2 separate regions of the Sus scrofa genome follow, and region 2 is linked to region 1. Evidence: chromatin contacts called from public HiChIP or PLAC-seq data. All regions are on one chromosome and are shown on one strand. Each heading gives the region's core, a stretch centred on a gene start, on an enhancer-like site or on the middle of the called end of the contact. The rest is flanking DNA. Distances are from core to core; before and after follow the strand shown.

The links. HiChIP or PLAC-seq counts read pairs in DNA pulled down with a chosen protein or histone mark.
Region 2: a contact with region 1 is called in an H3K27ac HiChIP or PLAC-seq map of skeletal muscle, with 8 times the contacts expected there. The contact joins the enhancer-like site here to the promoter of ANKRD1 in region 1. A contact is called at or near these places in 3 of 5 promoter capture datasets (fetal liver, fetal skeletal muscle and liver), 19 of 47 Hi-C or Micro-C datasets (alveolar macrophages, brain, embryonic fibroblasts and 12 more) and 1 of 2 datasets of contacts at active chromatin or transcription factors (skeletal muscle).

The regions. Positions count from the first base shown.
Region 1 is chr14:102,611,450-102,617,789 of Sscrofa11.1, reverse strand. It overlaps ANKRD1 (ankyrin repeat domain 1), which reads left to right and starts at 4,952. Exons shown (of 9, transcript NM_213922.1): 1 at 4,952-5,038; 2 at 5,701-5,880. The coding sequence starts at 5,012.
Region 2 is chr14:102,916,882-102,923,173 of Sscrofa11.1, reverse strand. PCGF5 (polycomb group RING finger protein 5) reads right to left here. Exons shown (of 10, transcript XM_021073244.1): 4 at 3,611-3,666; 5 at 3,445-3,504; 6 at 441-589. Among named protein-coding and RNA genes, the nearest start is that of PCGF5, 93 kb to the right of the region's middle. Within about 2 kb of position 3,978, at least 13 of the 83 cell types and tissues checked have an H3K27ac peak or open chromatin away from gene starts, as enhancers often do. A contact at or near this core is called in skeletal muscle, where this site is marked.

The DNA of each region.
Region 1 (6,340 bases), core at 3,703-6,202:
CTTTAGTAAGAGTAAAGGCAGAGTCTTTCACAATCAGAATTCTGAGACTGGGACAAGGATGGCTTGACTGCCTCCTGCATCTTCAAGGATATATGAATCTATATTTACATACATATTCATTTACATTAATACCCTGGAGTGGTATTCTCAATGCTTGGGAGAAACTAAAGTCAACTAGAAAGGGTTTTTTATTTTTTCTTTCTTTCTTTTTTTTTTAAAGCCCAAAACTGAACATTAAAGCAAGGATTCAGATCTCACTTACCTGGTTTGGGGCCAGGGCATCAGCATCTTTTAAAAGCTTTACAGAGGATCCTAAAATGCACCCAGCCTTGGAACCACCCACCCAGGAGGCTAGTTCACTTCTGAGGTGCCCTAAGTGGGAGATTACACTAGTTGTGCTTAGTCAGCATTGGAATGGAGCAAATGAGAATGTTCACACTCCAGGGGAAGTTACTCAAGCACTCTATCTTTACTCCTAATTAGTACTAGAAGATTATCTGCTATTTAGCATTAAAAATGTTACAAATGGGAGTACTCATTGTGACTCAGAGGTAATGAACCCAACTAGTGTCCATGAAGACATGGGTTCCATCCCCAGTCCTGCTCAGCAGGTTAAGGATCTGGTGTTGCCCGGAGCTGTAGTATAGATTGCAGACTGGGCTCAGATCTGGGGCTTGGATCTGGCATTGCTGTGGCTGTGGCGTAGGTTGGCAGCTGCAGTCCAATTAGACCCCTAGCCTGGGAACTTCCATATGCTGTAGGTGTGGCCTTAAAAAAAGAAAGGGACAAATGATTTGTCATTCAAAGGAGGATTTGAGATATGTGTCTTGGTTAGAAAAGAATATAAGACTCCTGCCAGGTGGTCAGTTAAATATTTAGTCCCTGGTTGGCAGGCGAGAGGAACAACCTTCAGTCTTGTTTGCTCAGTTTTATGACCTCGCTTTGGTATTTTCAAGTGTGTAACTGAGCCTTGGCTTGGCTGTAGGGATACTTGGACTTCTAATTGAGCAAAGTCAGCCATTTCTCTGAGCCAAGAGAGACGAGTAGCAGCTGTGACTAGGAAGGCGATTAGCAGGGATGACAGAATGAGCAGTTACAAGTTCAACAGCAGAACAAGGTGGCTTCCAAGTCCAAAGGTGGCTACAGTCCTTGGAATCCTTCTTTTTGGTATAAAGGTGGGTGTTCTAAGGACAAAGAGTGTTGATAACAATAACATTTTATGTGCTACAAAATGGACTTGGATTGTAGCAAATAAAAGCGACCATTTTGAAAAAGTCTAAATGTCCATAAATAGGAGAGTAGTTAAGTAAGCAGTGGTACAGCCACAAACAGAAATCCACGTAGTTGTTTAAGACAATGAGATGGACTTGTCTGTGCTGGTAGAAGATGATATTTAAGACACATAATCAAGTGAAAAAAAATCAAGTGTCAAATCAACACTCAGCAATACTACAATTAAGCAACCATTGTATTATTATTTTTAACTATTTTAATTTTTTGCTTTTAGGGCCATACCCTCAGCACGTGGAATTCCCAGGCTACGGGTCAAATTGGAGCTGCAGCTGCCAGCCTATGCCACAGCCATAGCAATGTAGGATCCCAGCTGCGTCCTTGACCTACACCATAGCTCATGGCATTGCCAGCAATGCTGGATCCTTAACCCACTGAGCAGGGCCAGGGATGGAACCTGCATCCTCATGGATACTAGTCAGATTTGTTTCCGCTGAGCAACAAGGGGAAATCCCATGTATTGTTTTAATTTTTAACAACGTATTTATATATTTCTTAAATAGTCAAGAAAATAGAGTAAAAATTACATGTCTGAGTAGAAGTACAATGTCCTAAAATTTAGAAAGACACAGCTGTCCTTGGAGCTGAGCTATGGCACAGGAACCCTGGTGGTGTCAGGGCATCTCTCTCAAAACCAGGGTGAGCACAATAACTGCTTTAGGCCCTGCTTCTCTACCTCTCACTTTCTCTACTTGTATACAGGGTTACATTTCTGGTCTCATCGAAATGCATAAATCCTGAGGGGAGGGGGGAAGAGGCTCATGAGGCAAAGCCCAAGGACCATTTCCCTGCTCATTCTGGCCACAAATGGTTGCCACTGGGTTGCTCAAAGATTCTAGAGCCAACTTGCAGCTTTGTTGTCTAAGCTCATTTCTGGTAAGGAAAGTTTATGCCTACTTTGAGGCTATGATCAAAACAAATATACATACTTCAGAACTCACTCCACTAGGTGAACTTTTATGGAAAGCAAGCTCCTTAAAAACAAGTGACAGAGGGGAGGTCCCTGGTGGTCTAGAGGTTAGGACTTGGTGCTTTCACCACTGTGATCCCACTTCAAGCTGCTGCTTACCATAGCTAAAAAAAAAAAAAAAAAAAAAAAAAAAAAAAAAAAAATTCAAGTGACAGAGAATCCCCTTCTAGTTGAGGGGCTTGGTTCTCAACTTTTTTTTTGGCTTTTCAGGGCCACACTTGTGGCATATGGAGGTTCCCAGGCTAGGGGTTGAATCAGAGCTGCAGTTGTTGGTCAACTCCACAGCCACAGCAATACCAGATCCAAGCCATGTCTGCAACCTACGCCACAGCTCATGGCAATGTCAGATTCTTAACCCACTGAACGAGGCCAGGGATTGAACCCGCAACCTCATGGTTCCTAGTTGGATTCATGATAGGAACTCCCTGGTTCTCAATTCTGATAAATGATTCAAAAATACAATTTTGTCTGATGTGTCATTAGGGAGCCAGATGCATCTGAAGAGCAAATCCTCTCATATTTTATAACGACAAATGGGATCGACATGGGAAAGGAGGACTGGAGAGGCCAGCAGTGATTTTCCAGACCCAAAGATACCCAATGGTCTGGCCAGACTTCTCCATTCTCTAAGTTCAGCCTATTCCATCAACACTTCCTCCAGGGTCATCCTCTATAAAGTCTTCTTTCAGACTCCATGGAACCTCCTGCACAGAACCAGCTGGGTTTGAGGATTGATTAAATGGCCAAGGGAAGGAATGGGCTTGGTGAGCCATCCCACCCACTTTCACTTGCATTCTTTGAGGTGATATGAACACAGAAGAGCCTTTCGATCCATTTTGGTTGGATCCTGAGCTGTCTAGGTATGAACCACCATGGGAAATCTGCTCCAGCTCAATGATTCTATGTTTCTGTTGGATGGAATCAAAACTCTTCACCCAAGCATCCACCCACTGGCTGTGTGTCTACAGCCAGTGACTGAACATTTCTATGCCTCAGCAATGAAAGCATTGGTCTTGCTTGAACTTGAGGGCACTAACAGCTCTGGGATTTGATATTCAAGATGCTTAAACAACCCATGACACTTCCCTCAAAAATACCTCCATAGTTCCCCTCAGTTTGGGTCAGGCCTGAAACAAAAAGGTGTAAGAAATGGTAGGAAAAGCTTCAATGACGACTTCTTACTTAGATAAAGAGCCAATGAAAATGGCAATAGTTGTCTCTACCTCAAAGGAAACACCAGTAAATTTCCTTTAAGTAAAACTCCTTTAGGATAGAACATTAGGAGACCAGAACAGACACACAGGAGTTGTTGGGAGGGTCCTTCTTCACCAGCCCTTTGGTTTTTTTTTTTTTTTTTTGGGGGGGGGTGTCAATATCTCATTCTGAAAGTTCCAGAAAAATCATCCCTGGGCTGCTTAGTTCAAGGAGGAAGAGAATGGCAGCTGTGTTTGTTGAGTGGGTACATTTGTGGGAGTGACGGACACAGAAAGGCCAATGTAATATCCTAATTAACACACTTCTCCATTCCGACTCCCTTTCTCTCACTCTGCCCTCCTTTCTTTTACTGAAAAACAAAGGAGGGGTTGTTTAAATGGCTATGGAGATAATAATTCCAGTATCTCCTTGAACTGTAAGGAGACCTAAATATTTTTACATAATTTAACACCTCAGAGATGAGAAACCAGAAACGGATTTTCACCGCACCTCAAAGCAAAGCTCTCAGCTCCTATGCAACCTGTCTCAAACCCTGATGCATCAGAATTGCTGAGTGCTTTGAAAAAAATACAGATTCCTAGGAACTCACCATAAAGCGACTCAGAATGTCCCACAGTGGGGTCCAGGGATGTGTCTTTTTGACAAGCTCCGACAGGTGAGTCTTTTATCCACAGCACCTGAGAACGCTGGCTCTCTGATCGAATCAAGGTCGTACCATAACTACATAGGTTGTCTCACACAACCTATCTCAAGACATTTCAGAAACTTTTTGAGTACTACTTGCTCCAGTAAGTATGCTGTTTTAGAAGGCAGAAAGCATGTCATGTGCTAATTATGGCCAGTGACACCATAAAACAGAAGTGCGTTACTGAATGCTTTCAATTTCTTATAATGATGGTAGGTGGCATGTCATGGGGCCTTTTTAGCCCCAGACATCACTCCAGAGAATTCCAAACAGATATAGACAAGGGCCATTAGGACCCAGATCCTTTCCTCTTGGGCTGTTTGCCCACGGGAATAGGATGTCCTAAAGCAACACTTCCCCCAAGTGACGTGTTGATAAGTCTGGTTATCAGAAAGATATTATTGGGGGTGTGATACACGGGGCATTTACATTTTCCTGATAGGCTTGGTCATATGAAAGCTGACAAAGAAGGAAAAGGAGCAGCGGTGTGGTGCAATGTCAACAGACAGCTGTCCCCTGGCTTCCCGATAAATAGGATGACTTGCATTGCTGAGCGGTGCGGTCACTGACAAAGGAATGGCCCTCTCACATTTCTTCCTGATTCACATATTCAGTGGGGTTACTTGCCCTCCCCTCCCTCTCCTGCTTCCCAGACACTGAGTCTGGAATGAGAATTCACCTGCCTCTGAGTTGGCCACAGGAGGGGGCGGGCTGTTACTTGGGTTCCCAGGTTGGAAGATTATCTCACCCGGCCCTAGCTATATAAACTGACGGCAGTGGAGGGGCTCCCAAGGGCTGACTCCAGGGTTCATCCCCCAGAAGAAAACCATACAGACGAACTTCAGGTCAACATGATGGTTCTGAAAGTAGAAGAGCTGGTATGTAAGGCATTATTTTACACAGTGGAAAACAGTGCAGCCTTGATTTTTATTTGAAAATTGAAATGCCCTTTTCTTTCAGGCATAATGCATAGGTACTCTGAATGTGTCATATATGGAAAATGGTTGGTTTATGTGGTGAAATAAGTGAAACTGGAAAAGATGGAGTTGCCAGGAATGAATTCTCTACCTACTTCCTATTTATTATCTTCTTCGGTTTTCTTACTAAAGTGTGGAATCACATATAGTTATCCAAAATGCCTTAGGGGAGAAGTTCTATTGCAAGAATATATATCTGGAAGCTACTACGCAAGGCAAGGGATCATCAAAAGTACCTAAAATGAAAGAATTTTAAATAATCTCGGGGTGGGGGGAGGTTGTTATGATTTTGCTAGGAAAAAATGTGATTAAGTGGATTAAAAGTAGATTTAAATACATCAACCTAACCTAAACCTTGATTTAGCCAAGACAGGAGGACAAGCATTTGAAGATAATCCCAGAACACTGAAGCAAGGCATCGCGGCCTGCCATCTGAGAGTGTGGGGCATGGAGGCCACTGTCAGCAGAGAGGGAGGCCCAGGGGCTCTCGCCGCATCCTCTGTGGAGAACGACCCCAGGACAGGCCCTGCTACTTCTGACCCTGCTGTCTCCTTCCCTTGCAGGTTACAGGGAAGAAGAACGGCGGTGGGGATGCTGGGGAGTTCCTTCCTGAGGATTTCAGAGATGGAGAGTATGAAGCTGCTGTCACTTTAGAGAAGCAAGAGGACCTGAAAACCCTTCCGGCCCACTTTGTGAGCCTGGGAGAACAACAGTGGAAAATTGAGAAAGAGCGCGAGGCCGAGGTAAGGACCGTCCATGAAATTCACCAGAGGGAGCTTGGAGGTGGAGGTGCCAGGCAGGAAGGAGAGGAGAGAGACAAAGTGAATGCAACCATTCCAATGACATTTCTTTACCAAATTCGAACCGATAAAGAGGCAACTTCAATGGGAGAAGCTGTAGGAAATAATTCTTTGGCAAGACTATGACCTCTGGATTCAGAATCAATCACTGAATGTCCTATAACCATGTTCTGACTGACAGACTCAGAAAGAGAAACGTGTCCAGTGAATTCCTGATGTCATATACTGCCAAGTTAATCCCAAGCAAGGGAGCCTCCTTTTTCTCACTGATGTGGTTTGTGGTCATTGTGATCACTCTTTGACTGTGGCCTCTTTCTGTGCTGACAAATGTATTGCTGGGTGAACTTTCATTACTTACTAACCACAGATGAAACATGCATTAGTGAGCTGTAGTTCCTGGGAC
Region 2 (6,292 bases), core at 2,729-5,228, 310 kb before region 1:
TGACATAGCTTTTGAGTTACAGATAAGGAAATAAAAGAGAAAATTAGAAGAGGATAAAGCAAAGGACATGACATGAAATGAGTCTATGTTGGTGACCATGCTTAAAAAAAGGAAAAACAGTGTATATGAACTCCCAACAAAAGTATAAAAGGAGGTGGTAGAAACACAAATACAGGAGTGATTCTCTGCATTGGCCACTAGGTGGTGGCATTGACCCAGGACGTTTCAGTAGTAAGGGTTAGCAATCAGAAGCCTGAAGGAAGCAACTACTTGGCTATTGGCAGGTAAGGGACTGTGTAGAGAATGACATTCTATTTGTTTATGTTGATAAAAAAACTTTGAAAACAAACATTCTGAAACATAAGGAAAAATCATCAACAAATTATCAAATGTTTACTATACATTGCTTATGAAAAAAACAACCGTATTTGTCCACTCACCTTTACTACATTGTCCCCCGATTGTCCATTATTTCTTAAACAATCTAGACATATAGCAATCTGTGGGTCACTTCTGTGATAGTCTTTATCATCTTGATTTTCATCACCTTCTTCATCTACTTTAGGTTTGTCAACTTTTGAAGTATCATCTGTATAATTTAAATAAACCTAAGTTAGATATAACTTGAAGTTGACTTTATAGTTAGGCAACAACATACTAATCATGAAAACAAAAATCAACTTTTTAAAACATTTCCTAACTTTCTGATGAAGAATAACTGTAAATTTTAGTACATTTAAAATGTTTCAACCAATTCAACAGTGGAAATTTTTTTAAAAAACCATGAGTGACTTATTACCACATCTTATGACTTCTAGGCTCACTGCAATATCCAAATGAAAGATTCAGGGATTTTCCATCATGACTTAGTGGTAACAAACTGGACTCATATCCATGAGGATGGGGGTTTGATCCCAGCCTCGCTCAGTGGGTTAGGAACCAGTGTTGTCATGATCTATGGTGTAGGTGCAGACACAGCTCGGATGTGGTATTGCTGTAGCTGTGGTGTAGGCTGGCAGCTGCAGCTCCAATTCGACCTGTAGCCTGAGAACTTCCATATGCTGCCTGTGAGGCCCTTAAAAAAAAAAAGAAAAGAAAAAAGAAAAAAAGAAAGATTTAGGACTAGCTTTATTTTGGTCACAAAAATGACTGCCATTAGTGATTAGACCACTTAAAAACTGACAGGATAGAAAAAAATACTTCCAAATTCTATATACATATTCAAACTTAAAACCAAGTACTTTTTAAAACTAAAACGTTAAGTTCTCAGAATATTAAATTATTAGATATAAAATTGGCTAATGAAATAATGAGTAGAATGAATTAACTTTTTTACCACATGCATAGCCATATAACATATTAAAATGCTATCAAAGAAATCTGAATAGCATATTTTATATCATAAACAAAAGTATTTAACCTCTGAGAGTCCAGCAGCCTAAATGTAATGCAACTATAGTTTCTGGCTCATTTATTGAATAGCTTACTTTGTTAAACATGCATTGTGCTAAGCCTGAGGGAACAATATTGAAACTGGAGTGTTACCGTCCTCATCCTGATCGTGTCAGGGTATAGAAGGAGATATGGGCAAGGAAAGGAAAGAGACAGATGGCGAAGTCGATAGGGGCTTTGATGGAAGAAGTAAAACAGAACAGGTGGCATGCGCATCAGAAGTAATGAACACAAACTCTGGGCTGAAGCAGAGATTCAGGGAAGATTTCCAGATAAAATGTCTCTAAGCTGAAAACTTGAAAGAACTAGCCATCCAAGCATCAGAGTACAGAAAAGCCCAGCGAGGGGGGTAAGAGGCCAGTTACCTCCCCTTTGATGGCTGTAGCTAAAGCATTACAGGGTGTATCATACAGAGCAAGGGGGTTCTTTATTTTGCCTTTTTATATGGAACCCACATAGACAGGAGCTACCTCTTATGAATCAAACTCAAGCTCCAAGAAAAAGTCCAAATTCTCCACCCAAACTAAAGACCAAAAATGATAAAATACTTTAGAAAGGGAGAAATATGAGAAAAGGAAGATAAACACACAGTAGGTTGTAATCCTTTACTAGTTACTCTGTATGACACAAAAAGTCAGGACTAACCTGACCACACAGTTTCTGATACCAATCCCTGGACTCCTGGTTTCTGGAAAAGGTATCAGAAACTGGAACATTCAGTCAATTTTACCTCTATTTTTACTATAGCACTACTGTCTAAACTGCAATTTATACTTGGGTAAAACAACCCTTTACTTAAGTCATTTTTTTTTCCAGGCTTGTTTTTTTTTTTTTTTTTTTTGCCTATTTTGATGTCATAGATCAAAAATAATCCTCTGCTATCTTATTCCAGTCATTCAAAATTATTCTCAACCTCCCCTGCTATAGGAGGCCAGCCCTGCACAGATAAGTAGAACTAGTAAAACTCTGATCCCCACATTACACATGAAAAGACAAAGCCATTTTAATGATACATAATGATAATCCTAGGATCTTATGGGAAATCCAGGGCTAAAGACTGAGCTCACAAGTGAGCCTATAAAAATACACATCCATCCTTCAAAGATTTCAATGGTCATCAGGCCATCTTGAAACAAATCTCATATTAAATAACAATGGGAAGGGATACTAAAAGCCTTTTCTCTGCCCAGTATTGTCTGCCATTTTGTTTAAATTATTACTATTACTATTGTTATGATTATTATTTTGGAGCTGTACCCACAGCATATAGAAGTTCCCGGGCTAGGGGTCGAATCAGAGCTGCAGCTGCTGGCCTACGCTGCAGCCACAGCAACTTGGGAACCAAGCCACGTCTGTGACCTAAATTATTATTAAAAATTACTGACTGCTAAGGCTCCTGGGATGCGAAAGGGAAATTTGGACACTTAGCATAGGTGACAGGGAAAATTCCCACGAGGGCCTAGAAATATTTTTCAAATCTCAGAATGTATAAATTGTATCATCCAAGATCCACCTATGAAAAGTTCACTCTAGATTATCAGAGCATAGCAACATCCTGGCTGTCAAGCTATATCCCAGTTCCCTCTCCTATTTAACATACAAAATATAATACACAAAACAGCAAACTCCTCACTGTTGCAGGATGGGACTAGTTCTTACTTCAGTTTCCCTTAGCTCTCCAGCAAATACTGCTATGAAAAGTGACCAGTTTTCTGTTTTATCTCCTTTTTCTCTCCCCAAAGTCCAATTTCCTCTATTTCCAATTACCTTCAACTGGACTGACTTCAGACTTAGACGCATTTATATAAAATCTTGTGATTTACACAAAAGGTTCATAATCAGAGGCTCAGAATGTAAATAAAGAGACATGTGAACATCAAATAGGAGAAATTTGAGCTTTAAGACAGTGGTTAGTTCACCACAGCTACCAAGCAGTGACCAGCTTGAGAGAGTTCTATTAGATACAGAAGTTTAAAAAAAAAAAAAAGTCACCTTCTCCATTTTCTTGAGGCTTATTCTTCTTCCAAAATTCAGATTCACGCTCAAGTTCTTCTAATTTAAAAGAAAAAGGTATAAATGGAAACAATTGTGAAATCTTTAGTAGAAATGGTGATTATACAAAACACAAAAATCTGCAAGAACCCAAAGAGCAACTTACGTTCTCGTAGTCCAGGGACCAACTTAAATATAATTTCCTCTAACGTGTTATCCAACCTTTCAGAGAGGAAAAAAGACAATATGCTAACAATGAAGACACAAAATCCAATATGTAAACAGTTTAAGATCTGTATCCCACACACTTTATAAAATTCAGAACATACACAGTCAGCAAGTACCACACTCAACTCCACTGCAGGTGGACACAGCAGCCTCCAGTCTGTCCAGGGGTGGACCAGATTACAGGCTTGTCCCCAGCTCTCTCTACAGGACTTTGAAATTGCTGCCTTGATTAAGGAGTGGAGTCCTTAGGTGGAGAGAATATAACACAAGTGACACTGCTCGTTCTGAGCCTGAGCCTCATGGGGCTCAACACATGCTTTGTTTGCCGTGCTGTCCTTAGAATCCTGCCACCGTGAGAACAAGTCCAGAGGAGGAGACACTGTGTCCAGGAGAGCCAAGCTGCGGAGCTAAGGCCATCTCAGACTAGTTCACGGACAGCCCAACCCAACAGGACAGAACCCGGCCCATGTCAGCAGGGCTGGGGCCTGACCAGCTGCTGACTGCAATCACCTGAGTAAGCCGAGCCAAGACCAGAAGAACCACCCAGTCTGTGAACCACACAGAGTTGTGAGGAATGATAAATGCTTTTATTATTGTTTTAAGCATGAAATTTAGGGGTATGGTTTACTATGCAGCAACAGCTGATACAGCCACTTTCAAAATCTCCACCACAAACTCTGGCTCTTTCCTATGCTGGGAATAACCTCCATTCCTCTCTTCCAAGAAATTTAAACCATTTGTTCTATCTTGCTAGATTAAAAAACTGTAAATATTTACCTTAACATTTTTCTTGCTTTCTTTTCCTGCTGCATCTGAGTGTAACCCTTCCCTTTCATGGCTTTCATTTCTTGGTCTCATGCCTTGCTCTTATAATACCCTTTTCTCTTATCTCCTTCACCCTGCTCAGCTGCATTACCTTCTCTGACTAAAAATACGTATACTTTTCTCACATCTGAAAAATCCCCCATACCTTGGCTTAACCTACTGTCTTTTCAACTGTTAGCAGTTTCTCAACATTTTCTTTCAATTTGAAAGCATAACTGACACTATTTCTGCTTCTTTTACTTGACTGAACTCCCCAAATTATCCATATCTTCCAAACTGAACAGATTTTTAAAATTTTTTAGAATTAAAATTTTAAATTTTAAAATGACTTTTTCATGTCATTTTTCTCCTACCTTGCTCTGCAGCAGTCTGTCAGTGCTGCCTGACACTGCCTCCTTGAAAATTTCCTCTCCTGGTTTTCTTTTTCTCTATTGACTTTCTGTCCCTAAATAACTTTCTTTTTCCAACCGCCTCTCCATCTGCGTATTCCTCTTTGCTCTGCTCTCTGAACTCTGGCCTTTTTCTACAGGTTGCCTTCCTTGAGGATCTCATCCACTTGTCTGGCTTCAAAATCTATATACAGACAGATAACCTACACCCCTAACGCACACACCCCATCTCTCTGCTGAGCTCAAGGTCAGGATTTCCAACAGATGTTGACCGCTCTCTGTCAAGACTCATCTAGTCTCCTTCAACAAAAAACTGAGCACCTCCGTTAGTTTTAAAAATTAAATTTAGAAATGATACCACATCACTCCCAAACAGGCTCAAAATGCAAACATTCTTAACCTACCTCTGTCTCTCTCTTGCTTCACACTCGCCTTCCCGTGCCAAGCCCCAGACAGCTCCTGCTCAATGCCTCTCCCACCCAGGCTTCCCTCCCCACCCCCCGCTTCCATTCTCTCAATCACCATTCAGAGGAGCAGCACAGAGATACTTTCCTTCACCTTGACATGCTCATAAGGAATCTTCCTTAAGCAGTAATTTGATCATTATCTGCCTGCTCATTTCTTCCCACCACCTGCCTTGGAGTGTTTATACAACTTGAGCCCACCCTACCAGCTGTAACTGGTACTACTCGCCTGTCACTCTTCTCTAGCCAACTGGCTTATTCAATTACTGCTGAGAACGCCTTGCCTTTTCCAAACTGTGTTCTCCCTCAAGCTTTCCATCCCAGCTCAGATACTCCTTTCCTTTTCCTCCTCTCCAACCAAACCAACCTTATCTTGTTCTTCAGGACTTACATACTAATGCATTCACAGTTTTCCTAGACTATTTAAGAGTAGCAGTATTTGAAAGAAGCATTATTTCTCTTCTTGTTTTATCAATGTAATCCATGTAAATAATTTACAAATCAAGCATTACGTTAAAATACAACATTCTCGGGAGTTCCTGTCATGGCTCGGTGGTTAACGAAATCTGACTAGGAACCATGAGGTTGTGGGTTCAATCCCTGGCCTTGCTCAGTGGGTTAAGGATCCAATGTTGCTGTGAGCTGTGGTGTAGGTCGCAGGCACAGCTCGGATCCCGTGTGGCTGTGGCTGTGGCTGTGGCCAGGAGCTACAGCTCCAATTAGACCCCTTGCCTGGGAACCTCCATATACCGCGGGAGTGGCCCTGAAAAAGGCAAAAAGACAAAATAAATAAATAAATAAATAAATAAAAAATAAAATAAAACATTCTCATGCCCCACTCTCCCTGTTTCTAATTCTTACAATCCCAGGGGCAACCATTTTCAAATCCACCCTGTCCCTGGGGGTCTAGTAGTTAGGATTCAGTGCTCTTAAATCAAACCT